2 separate regions of the Sus scrofa genome follow, and region 2 is linked to region 1. The links are chromatin contacts, called in public Hi-C maps. All regions are on one chromosome and are shown on one strand. The core of a region is the stretch at or near the end of the contact, and the rest is flanking DNA. Distances in the headings are between cores, read along the strand shown.

Region 1 (7,676 bases), core at 3,416-5,915:
GCCCTTCGGCTGGAGGGCAGCCTGGTGGGAAGGGGTGTTACTGATTTACAGCAGGGGTTGGGGGGACAGCTCTGCTGTGACCTCAGCGGTGTGGGGCGGAAGATGTACTTTCAGGGGAAGGGGCTGTACAGCCGCTTCCCTGGGGAGACCCAGACTGGGGCAGTCTGTGCAGGCTGGCCTCCTGTCCTGGATCCTCCGTCTCCTTTTTTGTAAAGTGGGGGTCATGACCCCCCCAGAGGCCAGGCTAAGGGGTCAGCCCCAGGCAAGGGACAAGCAACAACTGGGGCCTCACAGGCCTGGGTTTGAGTTCCGGCTCTGCCCCTCCCACGCTGGTGGACCTGGGCAAGTTACTTTACTTCTATGAGCCTGGTTTTTCCTCTGCAAAACGGAGTAGGAAGCAAGGGTTCCTCTTTTGTGGGTGTTCTGGGGAAACCATTAAGTAGGCAAATGTTAAAAACAAAAAAGGAAACAAGCCACCGTAGTCCCAGAGCCTCAATATGGTGGTGCTTCATAAAAATTCAACCATCGCGCGCCCCGCCCCCCCCCCGTTTTATTCTCAGGGCCCAAGGCTCAAAGGTGTTGGGTTGCCAGATTTAGCAAACAAAACTACAGGATGCTCAGGTAGATTTCAATTCCAGGAGTTCTTGTTGTGGCTTACTGGGTTAAGAACCCGACGAGTATCCATGAGGATGTGGGTTCAATCCCTGGCCTCCTTCAGTGGGTTAAGGATCCGGTGTTGCCAAAAGCTACAGCGTAGCTTGCAGGCGTGGCTTGGATCCAGTGTTGCTGTGGCTGTGGTGTAGGGAACCCTGTCCTGGGAACTTCCATATGCCACAGATGCAGCCCTAAAAAAAAAAAGCAAAATGAAGACTTCAATTCCAGATAATCGAAGGATTGAAGAAAAAAAAAATTTTTAAGCATAAGCATATCCCCGAAATTGAAAGGGATATACTTGTGTTAAAAGGTCTCTTCACTGTATCCAGAATTCTGCTTTCCCTGGGCATCCTGACTTTTATGTAGCAGCACTGTTTAGGGGCAAGGTCACTTGCCCAGGGTTCAGCCAGCAGGTTATGACAGATCTGGGATAGGGGAGACAGAGGTCACAGGTCCCGGGGTTGGGGGTCGGGGGGCCGTGGTGGGTATGGGCAGTAGCTGTCAGAGCCTGACCCCCATCTCTCTGTCTCTTTCTCCCTCTCTCTCTCTTTCTCTGGGCCACCCAGTCCTGGTATCTGGGATAAGAAAGATTTCTTCCCACGCCCTGCTCCTTCGTCCCGGGAATCCCGGGGGGCTGCATAGCTGGCCCCCGGCCCACGTTTTCGGTGGAAAGCTAAAGCAAGCAAGAACACCCCGCCGACGCCCAGCCCGGCCGAAAGACAAACCATACAGACACATACACACAGGAGGAAAAAAAGAAAGAAAAAAAGGAGAAAAAAAAAAAAACAAGGGAAAAAGAAAAAAGCCACACATAAAAACAAACCCACCCAACCAAGAAGACAAAAGGTAAAGATGGCAACGCTTCGGACTCTTGGGAAGCCACGGCCGGATGGACTGGACCAGAGGGCCAGGCCCTGCCACCCCTGGGAGCCGGCGCGAAGGGGCCTCCCTAAGTTATTCATCTCCTCTCGCTGCTGCTGCTCTGGGAGGGACGGCCGCTCCCGCCTCTGCCCAGGACCAGGTGAGCGCAGCCTGGTGCCCGCGCCCGGCCAACAGGGCGGTACACCCAGCGAGGCCACCTCTCCACTGGACATCAGCTGGGCCCCTGCGACTGTTTGCCAAGTGGGGAGGCAGGCCCCACGGGGCCAGGGCCGTGGAGGACCCCAGCAGCGGGCATTGGAGGCATTGGAGGCTACCATGGAGGCCGAGGTGGGCAGGGAAGTGACGAGGGCAGAAGAGGGTTGTGGGGAGACCCCGGGCGTCGCCAGGGGCCCAGGACACGTGGCCAATACTCTCAGGAGTGTCCTGTAGTCATGGACCTCCGCCTGCCCCAGAGCGCACTGGGGACTTGGTCTTTCGCGAAGCCCCACGCCACCCGGTTTGGGAGATGTCTCTATGCAAATGACCCCCAGCCCCACCCCAGGCATAGGAGGCCACCCCACCGCACCCCAGCCCCGGCTCCACACCCCTGGGGGAGGGGGGGAGGGCTCCGAGTTGCACACACTGTAAGAAATGCACTTTCCGAGGAAGGGGCTGGGGGCGGTGGAGGGGAGAGACCCAGAGCTCCCAAGGGGGCACCCCTCTGACTCTCCTTCCACCCAAGCCCTGAAAGGGGAGGACCCCCCACTTAGCCCATGGAGGTGGGAGGTGAGAGCGAGTGGTTTAAGTGCCTGATTCCCACCGCCCGCCCCCCTCCCCTTTGTCCAGCTGGGACGCAAGTGGCCGTGGGCATCCTCCGCCCTCCTCCCCCAAAACCTGGTCCCTCCCGTCGCTGACCCCTCATTGCTATGCCTCCCTGGGAGCTAGAGAGATGGGACCCCCGCCCCAAGTGGGCCCAAGGGGCAGAGCTGGGCATCCCCCCAGCATCCTGCCATGCTGTGGCGCAGGGGTGGGATCTGGGGAAGCCGGTGTGCCCCCCCACACACACCTCCTCTGCCAGTGCCTTACATCCTGGAGCAACACCCCCTCCCTGGTGCCTCCCGGCCCAAAAGGGGACCATGGTTTGCACTTTCATCCCCCTCCCCAAAGTGGGGCACAACCGGGAGGTTCATTGCAGCTGGCCCACCAGAAGGAGAGAAAGCCAGGCCGAGTGCAGTCCACATGGCGCCTGGACGGGGAGGGTTCTGAATGGGGGTGGGGAGGGTCAGCACCTCGGGGCTCCCTGCAGCCGGTTAGGGGATCTCATCCGCTAAGCGTTTTCCGTTGAGCCGCTCCAAAAACACTAAACCTGGGGATACCAGGTGCCCCCTCACCCCAGCTGCCCAGCTCCATCCCTGCCCCCACCCCAGGATGGCCATCTTGGGTGGGGGGGCCTGGGAGGGGGTGTTAGGTGTTCTAGGGTCACCAGGCCCATCCGTCTGAGCCCCAACTGGTCTCCTCCATGCCTGGCGCTGGGGAATCTCTTCCCCACCACATCCCCCATCCCTGGGCCTAGGCCAAAGCCATTGCCCTGGGCAGGGCCTCCACCTCCTCTGCTCCCAGCCTGGCCCTCTCCTCCGGTTGCCTATACCCCGGGCCTGGTCAGCCTCCTCCCACCTCCCCAGACACCGGACTTTCCTCCCAAACGAGCCCAAGGGGCTTGGCAAACCCACTCGATCATAAGGAGAAAGACCCAAGACCCTTCCCACCAGCCCCCCTCCCGCTGTCCGGAGGGGTTTCAGAACCCTTGGTCCGGCTGTCCCCAGGGCCCCTCCACCAGGTGGCTGTTGGGGACCAAAGCATGGGTCACTCTCCGGCAGGGCAGGAGGGATGGCTCGTGCAGTTGATGGTGTCTGGAAGCTTCTCAGCTGGGAACCTTAGGGTGCGGGTAGGCGGGGTAGGGGAGGGGGCACCTGGCGGGCCCCCAGCTACCTAACTTTGCATGGTGCTTAGTCAAGGACTCCTGTGACCTGGCTCCTGACGTCAGCTCGCGGCGGCTGATATCTGCATGGCAAATTATACCTGGCTCTATCTCCCTTCCCCAGCCCTCCCCAGCCCTCCCCCCACCCCTCCTCTTTAAAAGAAAAAAAAGATACAAAAAAAAAAAACCTTAAAAAAATTCCATGTTTCCTAATTTGCACGAAATTTTCTACCACATGATGTGCCTTGCCTTCCGAAAATAAGTATTACCTTTAAACAATATCAGCGCACACAGATAGCTGCATGCACTGCTCGTGTAGTTTAAAAAAAAAAAAAAAAAAAAAGACAGTGACATGAAATAAAAAGTAAAAATTGAAAAGGGACGTATTTCTATTTGTAAAAGAAATTAAGAATTTAAAAAAGAAAAATCACATGCTTAAAAATCACATTGCTAAAAAATCAATCCATGGAACAATCGCCCTACCCCCAGCCCACCCTCAGCTCTGTCTCCACGCCTCCTGCTGCTTTGGGGGTGCCCCCTGGTGCTCTGCAACCCCTGGCCCCACCCTCGGGCTCCAGAGGGGTCATTTCTGAATCCCCTGCCCACAAGCAGCGGACAGACCTCAGGGGTGGGCCCTGAGCAAGGGCTTCTCCCCTCACTGGGCCGCTGGCCAGCCCCCCAGACGCCACGCGTGCACCCACGACCCAGGCGGTGTCCCCATGGGGGAACCACCCTGCTGGCAGCCAGACCTCCCCCACCCACCTCTCCTGCAAGCTGGCGTCCCCCTGGCTCAGGGTCACATCGCTGTCCCACCCCCACTCCTTCGTCCCCCTGTGCAGCCCCTTCCTTCTTGCCAAAGGACCCACCCGTGGAGACTGGCCTTGGGTGGCAGGTCCCTCCTGCCCCACCCACCCAGTTCCACCAAGTCTTCCAGCTGTGACTGTGGAGGGGGTCTGGTGTGAAACAAAAAGATGAAAACCAAACCCGATATATGCAATATTTGTCTGTCTGTACCTGTAGGTCTAGCTCAGCCATTGGAGGCCCGGCGGCAGGGGGCCAGGGCGTGAGGAGTGGCCGCGGGCACCGCGTCCCAAGCCCTGTCCTGGGGGCTGGCCATGCTGTTGTCTTTTACTTGGTTTTATCTTCTCTCTCTTTTTTCTTCTTTTTTTTTTTTTTTTTTTTTTTTTTTTGATTCTTTCCACTCCACCCCCCCCCCCAATTTCCTTGACTTTAACTCAACCAAAGCTGAGACAGTAGCTGTTAGTGGGGTGTCTGGGCAGGAGGACCAAAGGGCTGGGTCCTGCAACCTCAGGCCATCCCTCCTGGCCACCACTGGCCCTCCCCGCCCCCACGCCCCTCAGCCATCTCCCATGGGGATACACCAGGAGAAAGGTCCCCACTCATCCTCCAGCCGACACCTCAGATTTTCGAATTGTCTCCAGAGCCGGGTGGGGCCTTGCAGACAGGCCCTGGCTTTCATGCACCACCATATGCTCATGCCATGTTTTCTTCCAAAAAGACACCTCAGCAAGCCCCAGGGGACAGAGGGAGAGCCCAGATTGAGGCCTCCACTGGCCTTGACACTGCCCTTAAGGACTGCCCTTTGGCCTGAGAGCCCAAGGCCATGCCTGTCAGTTTCCCCAGGGCTGATTGCTGGTTTTCACTCCCCAGGCCCACGCCAGGGATGTGGGAGCAGCCAGTGGCAGAGGGAGTGGGTGGCACATCCCCACAGGACCCCTCCCCAAGGGTTTCACTGGGACCATCTTGTCCCTCATGACCCACACCTCACAGCACCCAAAGCACCACCCTTCCTGGCCCCCAGCTGTGTGTCTGAATAAGGCAGAAACACTAGCCTTTGCACTTTGGGTTCATGTCTGGGAGGGGGCGGGGGCGGGGGGCCTGCAGGGTGTGTTGGGTGGTTTTTTGATATGTATGAAACTGACATCTTGGCAAACCCCATCCCCTCCCAAGCCCACTGTCACCCACTCACCCACTGTCTATCCCATGGAGAGTCCCCTAGCCTGACCTTGGGATCCAGCCCTTGCTGTGGACTAGGGAGACCTCCCCAGTAGATGCAAGTTGCCCCATTTCTCCCTTTGGATGAGGGCACCAGACCCCAGGCGGGGTGGAGAGGGAGGTATGGAGAGGGAGCAGACCCGGCCCTGGATGCACGCGGAGATGGGGGCATCTGGGGTCCCCCGTGCCCATGGCTGAAACTCAGGTTCTGGCAGAGCCCTGAGCCCAGATCCCACTCCAAGCTAGACAATCAGACTGGAAAGGAACCCCAAAGGAGAGACTTGGGAGGGAGCGCCTTGCTGCAGCTCCCCAAGCAGCAGACAGCTCCAGAACTTTCTGTCCCCAGAGACAGCAGTGTTCCAGGAGGAAGCAGATATGGCTGGACAGCGGCCAGTGAGGCAGGACCCGGGGCCGGGAGCACCCGTCCAGCCCCTGGAAGAGACCACACACAGGGTCCCCAACCCCCACTCTGGCTTCTCCAACGGTACTTTGACTCCAGTGTAGGGCTAGAGTATACATATACATATATATATATAATTTTGGACTTTCTTTTCTCGTACTACAGATTATACAGTGGCTACTTTTTATTTTGGCCTGGATTCTCTCTGAGGCCGACTTTTCCCCTGCATCCTCCTGTCTTTCCGTTTCTGCCCCTTTGGACACTTCCTGAGAGTCTCAACTCCAAACTGACACCTCCTCCCCACCCCCACCCCCTCCCCCGCGTCCATCCATCCCTAAGCATTTCAGAGCGTGTGGGGTCCGAGCTGGCCCGGAGGCCCACCCCCCACCCACCCTCTCCCCCCAAGCGAGACGGGGGAGACAGACCCAAAGCAATCCCAGCAGGACTTGTTGCCAGCGATACCAAAACAGTCTTTTCCCAAGCAGTGCCTCACATGTCTGCTGGTGTGGCTTTGGGGTTCTCCTCCCCCACTCCCTGGGGGTCCCCCAGGCCTCAGGAAAGAGGAGGCGGGATCCAGCAGGACTAAGGGCTCCAGGAGAGGAAGAAAGTCACACACGCCCAAGCCACCACTCTCCCTGCAGCCCTTGCTTCACACCACCTGGCTAGAAGGGGACCCACTGGAAAGGGGTCGGGGCCACCTCAGCCCCCCTCCAGTTGTGAACCCCCAAAGCCCATTCCCCAAATGCATCAACACCCCATCCTCCCACCTCAGGTCCCAGCCAGGCCCCCCTGAAACCAAAGCCCCTTCAAATCCAGGGGTCCTGGCCTCTTCCCCCTCCCAGAACCGCACGTGGGGACAGAAAGGCAGAGTGCCTGAGGATAGAACGCAGGTCGTGGGGGGCAGTGGTGGGTTGGTGGGGAGAGAGGGAGAGACCCATTTTCCTCTCTGAACTTTCTTTCCTCTTTTTTCTTCATCTCTTTTCTTTCTAAGATTTTTTAGTGGTGTTGCTGTTCATTCTTTTCCCTCAGATATTTTTTGAGTTTTTTTTCCCCATTTTGTATTTTACCAATATTACCAGGATAGTTTACTCTCTGTTTCTCGCTTTCTGCTTGCTGCACACAATGGATAAACACACACACACACACAGACACACACACACACACACACACCCATGCTCATGAACCCATGTCATGAGAAGGTTCGGGCCAGGCCCACTACCCACCTTGTGCCCCTCCTCCTCCCTAAGGTGGGGACAGGATGGGGGACCAGGGGACGTGGGGCAGAGCCAGGCCCAGCCTTCTCCTGGCCCGGCTCCCCCGCCCTGCTCCTTCACATCATACTCCGATCATAACCTTGTATATTAAGCAGTCATTTCGGTTTTCCGCGGACGCGCCTACCTAAGTACCATTTACAGAAAGTGACTCTGGCTGTTATTATTTTGTTTGTTTGTTTCCCTATGCAAAAAAAAAAAAATGAAAAAAAGAAAAAAAATGAAAGGGGGGGTTCCATAAAAGATTCAATAAAAGGCAAAAAAAAAGAAAAAAGAAAAAATGTATAAAAATTAAACAAGCTATGCTTCGACTCTTTCTGGCTGTCTCGGGTCCTCCTTTCTGTTTGAGCTGTTCTGCGTTGTGTGCCCAAGCCAAGGGGCAGGTGGCCTCAGGAAACAGGGACCCCCAACCCTGAGGGAGCTGGCGGGTGTTCTGAGACCTTCAGATCAGAGGTGCCCCAGGGGACATTTTGCAATATCTGGACACCTTGTGGTT
Region 2 (7,676 bases), core at 3,827-6,326, 360 kb before region 1:
GGACCCCCAAGAAGGTATTCTGCAGCGTCTCAGTCCCCTGGGGGTCCCACTGGGATAAAGCCACCACCTTCATGTAGAGGAATCATTGGATGAACAATTGGCCCATTGGAAGTTTGCTGGGAAGCTGTCAGCAGCCTAAAATGCCTGATTTAACCACCATGGTCCTGCTGAGCCCTACATGTTCGCCAAGTGGCTGGGTGGGTGGAAGAGTTGCTGTTCAGACGTCAACTGGGTCACATCCCTTCACCAAGTCCCAGGGGAAGGAGGGTTCTTGGTGGGGTCAAAGTATGGATTGGGATGAACTGACACTTTGGGATGGATGTAACCAGCGGACAGGGCTTCGCCCTCAAAAGACAACCTCAGTACCACCAGCCTGCCCAGCCCAGTAGGGAAGAGTCAGAGCATGTGGGGTGTTTTGGGGGGCCACCTTGGACCCCACCTGAGACCCAGCCATGGGAGGAAAATAAGCACCAAAAATGCACTTGGATGAACACAAGTGTCATCCCCCCAGTCATCCTTTCAGCCACGCACAGACGGGATGGACAAGGGAGAATTAAATACAATTGAAAAATCATGGGGTAGTGATTAGGATTAGGGGAGCAAGAAAGAGATAGGGATGGGGCCTCCTTGAAAAGAGATTTTAAATTGAGTTCTGGATGGCAGAAGATGTTCACTGTAAAGAAGAGAACAAGAGGAGTTCCTGTTGTGGCTCAGCAGTAACAAACCCAACTAGTATTCATGAGGACGTGGATTTAATCCTTGCCCTCACTCAGTGGTTTAAGGATCCAACATTGCCATGAGCTATGGTGTAGGTTGCAGACATGGCTCGGATCTGGTCTTGCTGTGGCTGTGGTGCAGGCTGGCAGCTACAGCTCCAATTTGACCCCTAGCCTGGGAATGTCCATATGCTGCATGGGTGTAGCCCTAAAAAGACAAAAAAAGGGGGGGAGGGGACATGAGAAAGGCTGAAATGTGGATAAATGCGCACCATACTCACCAGTGATCCACACCGAATCAGGGAAGCCACCCCCAGATTCCTGACCACCAGAGCCCTGTGAGGTGATTGATACACATTTACTATTTCAAGGTACTAAGCTTGGGGGCACTTTGCAAAACAGCAGTAGCTAACTAATACATCCAGATTTCTTTAGGAGCTCCAGGTCCCAGAGATCCCAAATTCACTTCGGGATGGTTACACTTTCCTCCAAGTTTGGTGGTCCAACCCAACCACCATGTAGACAGTTCAAACAAAGGGGTTTCATTAAGATCTGGGCATTAAGGTGTAAGGGTTATCCGTGTACTTCTGGGATTCAAATCCCAGTTTAGCCACTGAGTAACAACAGCAGGTCGTGGGGCAAGTCAGTCAACCTCTCTGAGCCTGTTTCCTCCCATGCACAACAGGGATGTCAGGAATCACTGAGGGTTGAGGGGGTTGCTCTAGTTACTTAATTTCTCTTTTATCTTCCCTCCTGGAAGGTAGAGTTGTGTCCCCTAAAATGATACATTTAAGTCCTTACCCCTGGTAGCTGGGACTAGGACCTTGCTCAGAAACAGGGTCTTAGCAGATATAATTAAATAAGATGAGGTCATACTGGAGTAGGGTGGCTCCAAATCCAGTGACTAGTGTCCTTATAAGAAGAGGGATGTTTGGGCATTCCCGTTGTGGCTCAGTAGGTTAAGAATCTGACGAGCATCCATGAGGATGCAGGTTCCATTCCTGGCCTCACTCAGTGGGTTAAGGATCCAGCGTTGCACAAGCTGCGAGGTAGGTGGCAGATGTGGTTTGGATCTGATGTGGCTGTGGCTGTGGTGTAGGCCTGCAGCTGTAGCTGATTTGACGCCTAGCCAGAGAAACTCCATATGCCACAGGAGTGGCTGTAGAAACAAAACAAAACAAAAAAGGGAGTTCCTGTCGTGGCTCAGTGGTTAACAAACCCAACTAATATTCATGACAGCGTGGGTTTGATCCCTGGCACCGCTCAGTGAGTTAAGGATCTGGCGTTGTTGTGAGCTGTGGCGTAGGCTGGCAGCTATAGCTACGATTCAATCCCTGGCCTGGGAACCTCCATATGCCACAAGTATGGCCCTGAAAAGACAAAAGACAAAAAAAGAAAAGGGACCTTTGGACACACACAGATGGCCATGTGAGGACAGAGGCAGAGACTGGGGTGACACATCTGCAAACCAAGGCCACCCGCACCACCAAAAACTGGAAGAGCAGGAAGGATGCTCTCCTGAAGAACTTCAGAGGGAGCAGAGCCTTGCTGGCCAAAGCCTTGACTTTGGACTTTGGACTTCCCGCCTCCAGAATGGGAAAGAATACATTTCTGTTGTTTTAAGCTCCCCAGGTTTGTGGTTGTTACAGCAGGCGCCCAGAAGGGAATGCAGGAAAGGAATGCGAACCTCTTTCCACCAGGTGGCAGAAAGCAAACCTCAATCAATGCCGGGTAATTCAATCAATTCACTTTTCCTGGGGCCAGGCTAAGTTCATGTGGTGGCTGGGAGCAGGGCCAGCTGGGGGCCTAGGGTCCTTGGGCAACTCCCAGCCCGGCCAGCATCTCTGGAGGGTCTCTGGCTTGCAGTTTCTTGGTCATTCATCTGTTGCCTGGAAACACACACCCTCTACCTCCAGCCTTTCGGCAGCTTCACCTGCACTGTTGTCACTTGGCTATTGTCTGTGGCCCACGTGGCCCACTGGGAGGTTCTGGGGATGAAAGAGAGAACGTGTATGAGGGGGTGGCATTGAAACCTGTCACTACCTCCCAGCTGTCACCTCTCTGTGGTCACTCCACAGCCCCCTCCCCACCCTGGGCTCTTGAGCCCCCTTCCTGGTCCACACCCAACCCAAGTGATCCTGGGGCCTCTGAGCAGCAGGGTCTGAGGTCTCCGGGGTGGGCCCAGGGGAATGAAAGAGCTTTGGAAATGCAAAGACTTTTTCTCTCCAACTTTCATCCAAACCTTGGATTCCAAGTAAACCACAACAACTCGAGAACCAAGAAAGAAATCTTAGCTTCCTCCTTCCCAAGGAGCTGTGTCATCTGCCCCCTTTCTGAGTGCTCAAGGAGGCTGTGTCCCTGCTGGCCAGGCTGGAGCAAGCAGGGGACAGTGAAAGGAAGAAGCAGAAGGAGCCACATCAGCCAAAATGGCAAATGTGACCCCAACCCCATGCTCAGGGACATCCCACAAGTGGAGACAGAGTAGCTACTCTAAAATGCTTCTGATTTCCAGAGGGACCTAGGATTTTTTTCTTTTTTAAGACCCTCAGGGAGATCCCGCGGTGGCATAGGAGGTTAAGGATTCTCAGCTGAGACTGGGATTTGATCCCTGGCTGGGAACTTCTATATGCCTTGGGTCTGGCCAAAAAAGAACCTCAGATCTGGTTCTGCTCTCACTGGCAATGGGAAGGTAATGGGAAGGTTCTAGATCTGCAGTGGGGATGGTTATCCCTAGCCACATGTGGCTACTGAGCAATTGACATTCTTTGGGCCAGTGTGCCCGAGGAACTGACTTTTAAGTTTTATTTCATTTTAATTCATTTTAATTTAAATAACCACAGGTATCCAGCAGATACCCTAGGAGACAAGACAGCCTCGGATAAACTGGTGTGTCCAGCTGACCAACGACAACCATGGAGAGGAGGGGAGCACACAGGGAGAGGCAATTAGCAGCAGACTGGACCATAAATATAATACACTTCAATTGAGGGCCAGTGGAGGGATCAAGGGCGAAAACCTTTAGTTGCCGCCAATCCGTGGCAGCCCTCACTTTCTTCTCCATAGATAAGCCACAAAACCCAATTTGTGTGTTTACATCATAACCCCTAGGGGCTGCACATCCCAAGATCTGAACCCTCAGTGGCCTATTTCCCTTACACACTCCTCACCCCCCACAAAGCACAAGATGGGGTTGTGGGGGAGATTTCTCCGGTTTGTGTGGATCCCAAGCCAGCATCCTTCCCACCCCCTCCAGGTGCAGGCAGGTATAAGAATCCCCATCAGCATTCTGTGAATTTTGAACACAACAGGGTTTAGGGCCATGGAGATTACAAGATTAGCTCCAATATAAAACAGATTTGGAGAAAAATAAGAAAGGGAGAATGGAGGCCTCCCTAAGGTGGTGACCTCTGACCCAGAGCTGAAGGTGAGGGATCCAGTCAGTGGCAGTCAGGGGAGAGACCCTCTCTGGCCCAGGGGAGAAGAGCCAGTGTAAAGGCTCTGGGGTGGGCACAAACTTGGCGTCTCACCCCAAACTCTGGACTAACGGCTTCACATCTCAGAATCCCTCCACACACCCCACCCCTAAGTCTGACATCACCCCAGGCCTAGAGTACCCACCACTCTTTCTCTCTTGGCCTTGAACCTGAGAGAGCTGAACTAGGCCAATAGTCCCAAGGCCTTTGCAGCTCCAGCTTTTGGTTCTCAGATTCTCAGAGCCTCTGTCCCTGGGCTTGAAGAGCAGCAGGGAAAATTCGCTGATAAAATGCACAGCCCTGGGTTTGGCTCCTGGGAAGCCTGGAACTAAAAAAGTTCAGTTTTTTAATATTGAGGAAAAGGGTCTTAGTGCGTATCTAAGGACTAGAGCGAGACTGCCCTACCTAAGATCCCCCCACTTCCACTCTCAGCGCCCCACCCCACCCCCGCCTCCCAGCCACGAGTCACTCCTGGGTAAGACGAAAAAATTATAAGGCTTCTCACCAAACAAGGCAACTACAAGCCTCCCAGGCCCTCCCCAAGTTCTACCCTCTCAGACCCCCAAACCCCTTGTCCTTCTAAATATCTTTACTCCAGCCTGAACCCCAAACTACCTTGACTCTGCAAGCAACCCTTTCCTGCAGCGGGACCGCGAGGGTTAAGCTGCGGCGCCGGGCGCGCTGATTGACAGTCCGGCCGGCGGCTGGGGAGAGCCGACCAATCAGCGACGGCGACCGAGACCCACGTGGGAAAGCAGCCTAGCCATTGGCCAGCGCCGCCAGCAGCCGCCCGCGGAGCCTGAGCCCACGTGCAGCTGCTCCCTGCTCATTGACCAGCTTCCCGGTTCAGGTGGCTGCGGGCCGGGGCGGGGCTGGGGCGGGCCGGGGTGGGGCCCGATGGGTCAATTGGCCCCGGGGGATGGGAGGAGGCGCTTCCAGTCTGCCTGAACTTGGCCGACCCTCGCGGCATCTTCCTGGCACCTCACGGGCCACGATCTTGAGGGAGGCGAGTAGACCCGCCGGTCTCCTGGAGGACCTCAGGGTCCCTGGGCTGGGGAGGAGGCTGGAGGGATGCTGAGGGGTAGAAGCGAAGTGAAGAAGGGTTAGGCTTGCTGCTACAGGAGTGATTGGAGTAGAGCGAAGTCTCTTTCCTCCTGAGAAATTTCTCCTAATGCACCTGGCCAACTCTTACTCATCCGTCAAAACCCCTTTCCAAATTATGTTCTCCCGTACTTTAAGAAGTTGTCTCAAAACTAAGATTGAGCTTTGGCATCCTTCTCTGGGTTTCCTCCCACCCTGACTGCTCCTGGCGGGGTGTGTAGGTGTTCAGAACCATACCCCCCCCACCACCTCATAAGGTGAGGTCCTAGGGTCCCCATCACTAATTAACACAGCTGGAAGCAACAGCGGGGTAGATGAGTGAATGTAGGATGTAGGGAATGCTGTGGAATACCGCAGGCAGGGAGGGGACTGGGGACTCAGGACTGGGTCCTGGCAGGGGTGGGTGGGAGGCCGAGGGTGGGGTAGAGCTGCTTCTGTCCCTGCCACTGCCCAGCCTTCTGTGTTCATGATCTTCTGTCTTGTTACTTTTATTAGAGTCCCTGGCTAAAGTCTTTGTGACTTCTGCCTGAAGATGACCTCTCGGGGCCATCGCAGCCCCCACGAGCACCTTCAAAAGATGGTGAGGCCTCCAGGAACTTTGGTGAGGAGGGCCTGGCTTGGCATTAGCCCCTGGGGGAGAGGGGGTAAGAGGTTGGGGGCTGGGCTCAAATCTAGTTCTCCTGCTCCTGAGAGAGGAAGAGATGTAGGCCTGTCTTGCCAGGCCTTAAGCTGGGGACACCAACCCATCATGGTTTAAGATATTTATTTATTTAGTCCTTTTAGGGCTGAACCCATGACATATGGAGGTCCCCAGGCTATGGGTCCAATCGGAGCTGCAGCTGCTGGCCTACATTGCAGCCATAGCCACAAAAACACAGGATCCAAGCTGAGTCCGCCACCTACACCTCAGCTCATGGCAATGCCAGATCCTTAACCCACTGAGCAAGGCCAGAGATCGAACCCAAATCCTCACGGATACTAGTCAGATTCCTTTCCTCTGCACCACAATGAGAAATCCTCAGTTAATATTTTATGAACCAAAAAAAAAAAAAAAAAAAAAACCTCCCCCCATTCCTTCCTAAAAGACTATTTCTAAGCTTAGGCCGGGGGCAGGCAAACTTCTCTAAAGGGCCAGAGAGTAAATATTTTCAACTTTAGGCCAAGAAGCAAAATGGAAGATGCCTGTGGGTACTTAAGTAATAAGAGAGCAAGCCAGTTATCTTCAGGTCTCAGGAAGTCCCACCCCTCCCTCCTGGGAACTGATGACCTGATTGCTGGGATACTGGGAGCCTGTGGGTCTTGTTTATCCCTCTTTCAATCTCTCCAGGCTCATCCTGAGGCCAGCCTTCCAGCCCTGAACTACCAGGAGGTTCTGGATCAACTCAAGCAGCAGTTCCCCAGGTGAGGGCCATTCTCGGCAGCTGGAGCCTGGCTGTGGCCCCAAGTCCCACTGAGGAAAAAAATCCCACTTGGTGTCTCATTGGCCTAAAAGTCAGAACAATTAAAAGGAAGGGAGTGGGGGGAGGAAGCATATTGGAGGCCGAAGCAAAAAGGAAGGAAAACCGGTAAAAACCAACCTGGCTTGCATTTAAATGTTTGATTTATTTTGTCATTTAGTGTGAATTTGCTTGCATTCAATTGTATATTTGAAGGAGTTCCCATTGTGGCTCAGCGGTAATGAGCCCGACTGTTATCCATGCGAATGCAGGTTGGATCCCTGGCTTCGCTCAGTGAGTTAAAGATCCTGCATTGCATGAACTGTGGCTCGGATCTGGTGTCGCTGTGGCTGTGGTGTAGGCCAGCAGCTGCAGCTCGGATTCAACCCCTAATCTGGGAAATTCCATGTGCTGTAATGCAGGTGCAGCCCTAAAAAGGAAGGGAAAAAAACAAACAAAATGCATTAAGGAGTTCCCCTGATGGCTCAGCAGTTGAGGATCCAATGTTGTAACCAATGCGGCACTGGTTCGATCCCTGGCCTGGGAACTTCCACATGCCACATGTAGCCAAAAAAAAGAACATGAAAACCAGATTCATCTTGACACTGCCTTCAACGTGGCACCAAAAAAAAAAAAAAAAAAAAAAGGGGGGGGGGAGTTCCTGCTGTGGCGCATCAGGATGGCCAGCATCTTGGGAGCACAGGGACGCAGGTCTGAGCCCCAGCTCAGCACAGTGGTTTAAGGATCCAGCCTTGTCGCAGCTGCAGCTTAGATTTGATCCCTGGCCTGGGGGAACTCCATATGCCCTGGGACAGCCGGAAAAAAAAAAAAAGAAATGGCACCTAGAAGGGACTAGCTCACTTCCTGAAACAGCCCTGCTAGGGGGCTGGGGACAGGGCTCATGCTGGGGAAGGGTTTTGAGGAATCTGGTCTGTCTTTCTTGGCAGGTT

Evidence for each region. Hi-C and Micro-C count contacts between places; a contact is called where the count stands out from the background.
Region 2: a Hi-C map of subcutaneous adipose tissue shows a contact between it and region 1, with 2.1 times the contacts expected there. The contact joins the promoter of TLE6 here to the promoter of LOC102159087 in region 1. A contact is called at or near these places in 8 of 47 Hi-C or Micro-C datasets (embryonic fibroblasts, epiblast stem cells, fetal heart ventricle and 5 more).

The regions. Positions count from the first base shown.
Region 1 is chr2:75,189,308-75,196,983 of Sscrofa11.1, reverse strand. It overlaps LOC102159087, which reads left to right and starts at 4,665. Exons shown (of 1, transcript XM_005654706.3): 1 at 4,665-7,413. The coding sequence starts at 5,566. The coding sequence ends at 6,495. It overlaps NFIC (nuclear factor 1 C-type), which reads left to right. Exons shown (of 10, transcript XM_021084131.1): 10 at 1,221-3,840. The coding sequence ends at 1,504.
Region 2 is chr2:75,548,076-75,555,751 of Sscrofa11.1, reverse strand. TLE6 (transducin-like enhancer protein 6) reads left to right here and starts at 5,076. Exons shown (of 15, transcript XM_021084155.1): 1 at 5,076-5,195; 2 at 5,786-5,891; 3 at 6,618-6,691; 4 at 7,674-7,676. The coding sequence starts at 5,823. LOC110259369 (a long non-coding RNA gene) reads right to left here and starts at 5,033. Exons shown (of 5, transcript XR_002341701.1): 1 at 4,805-5,033; 2 at 4,335-4,517; 3 at 2,404-2,704; 4 at 998-1,052.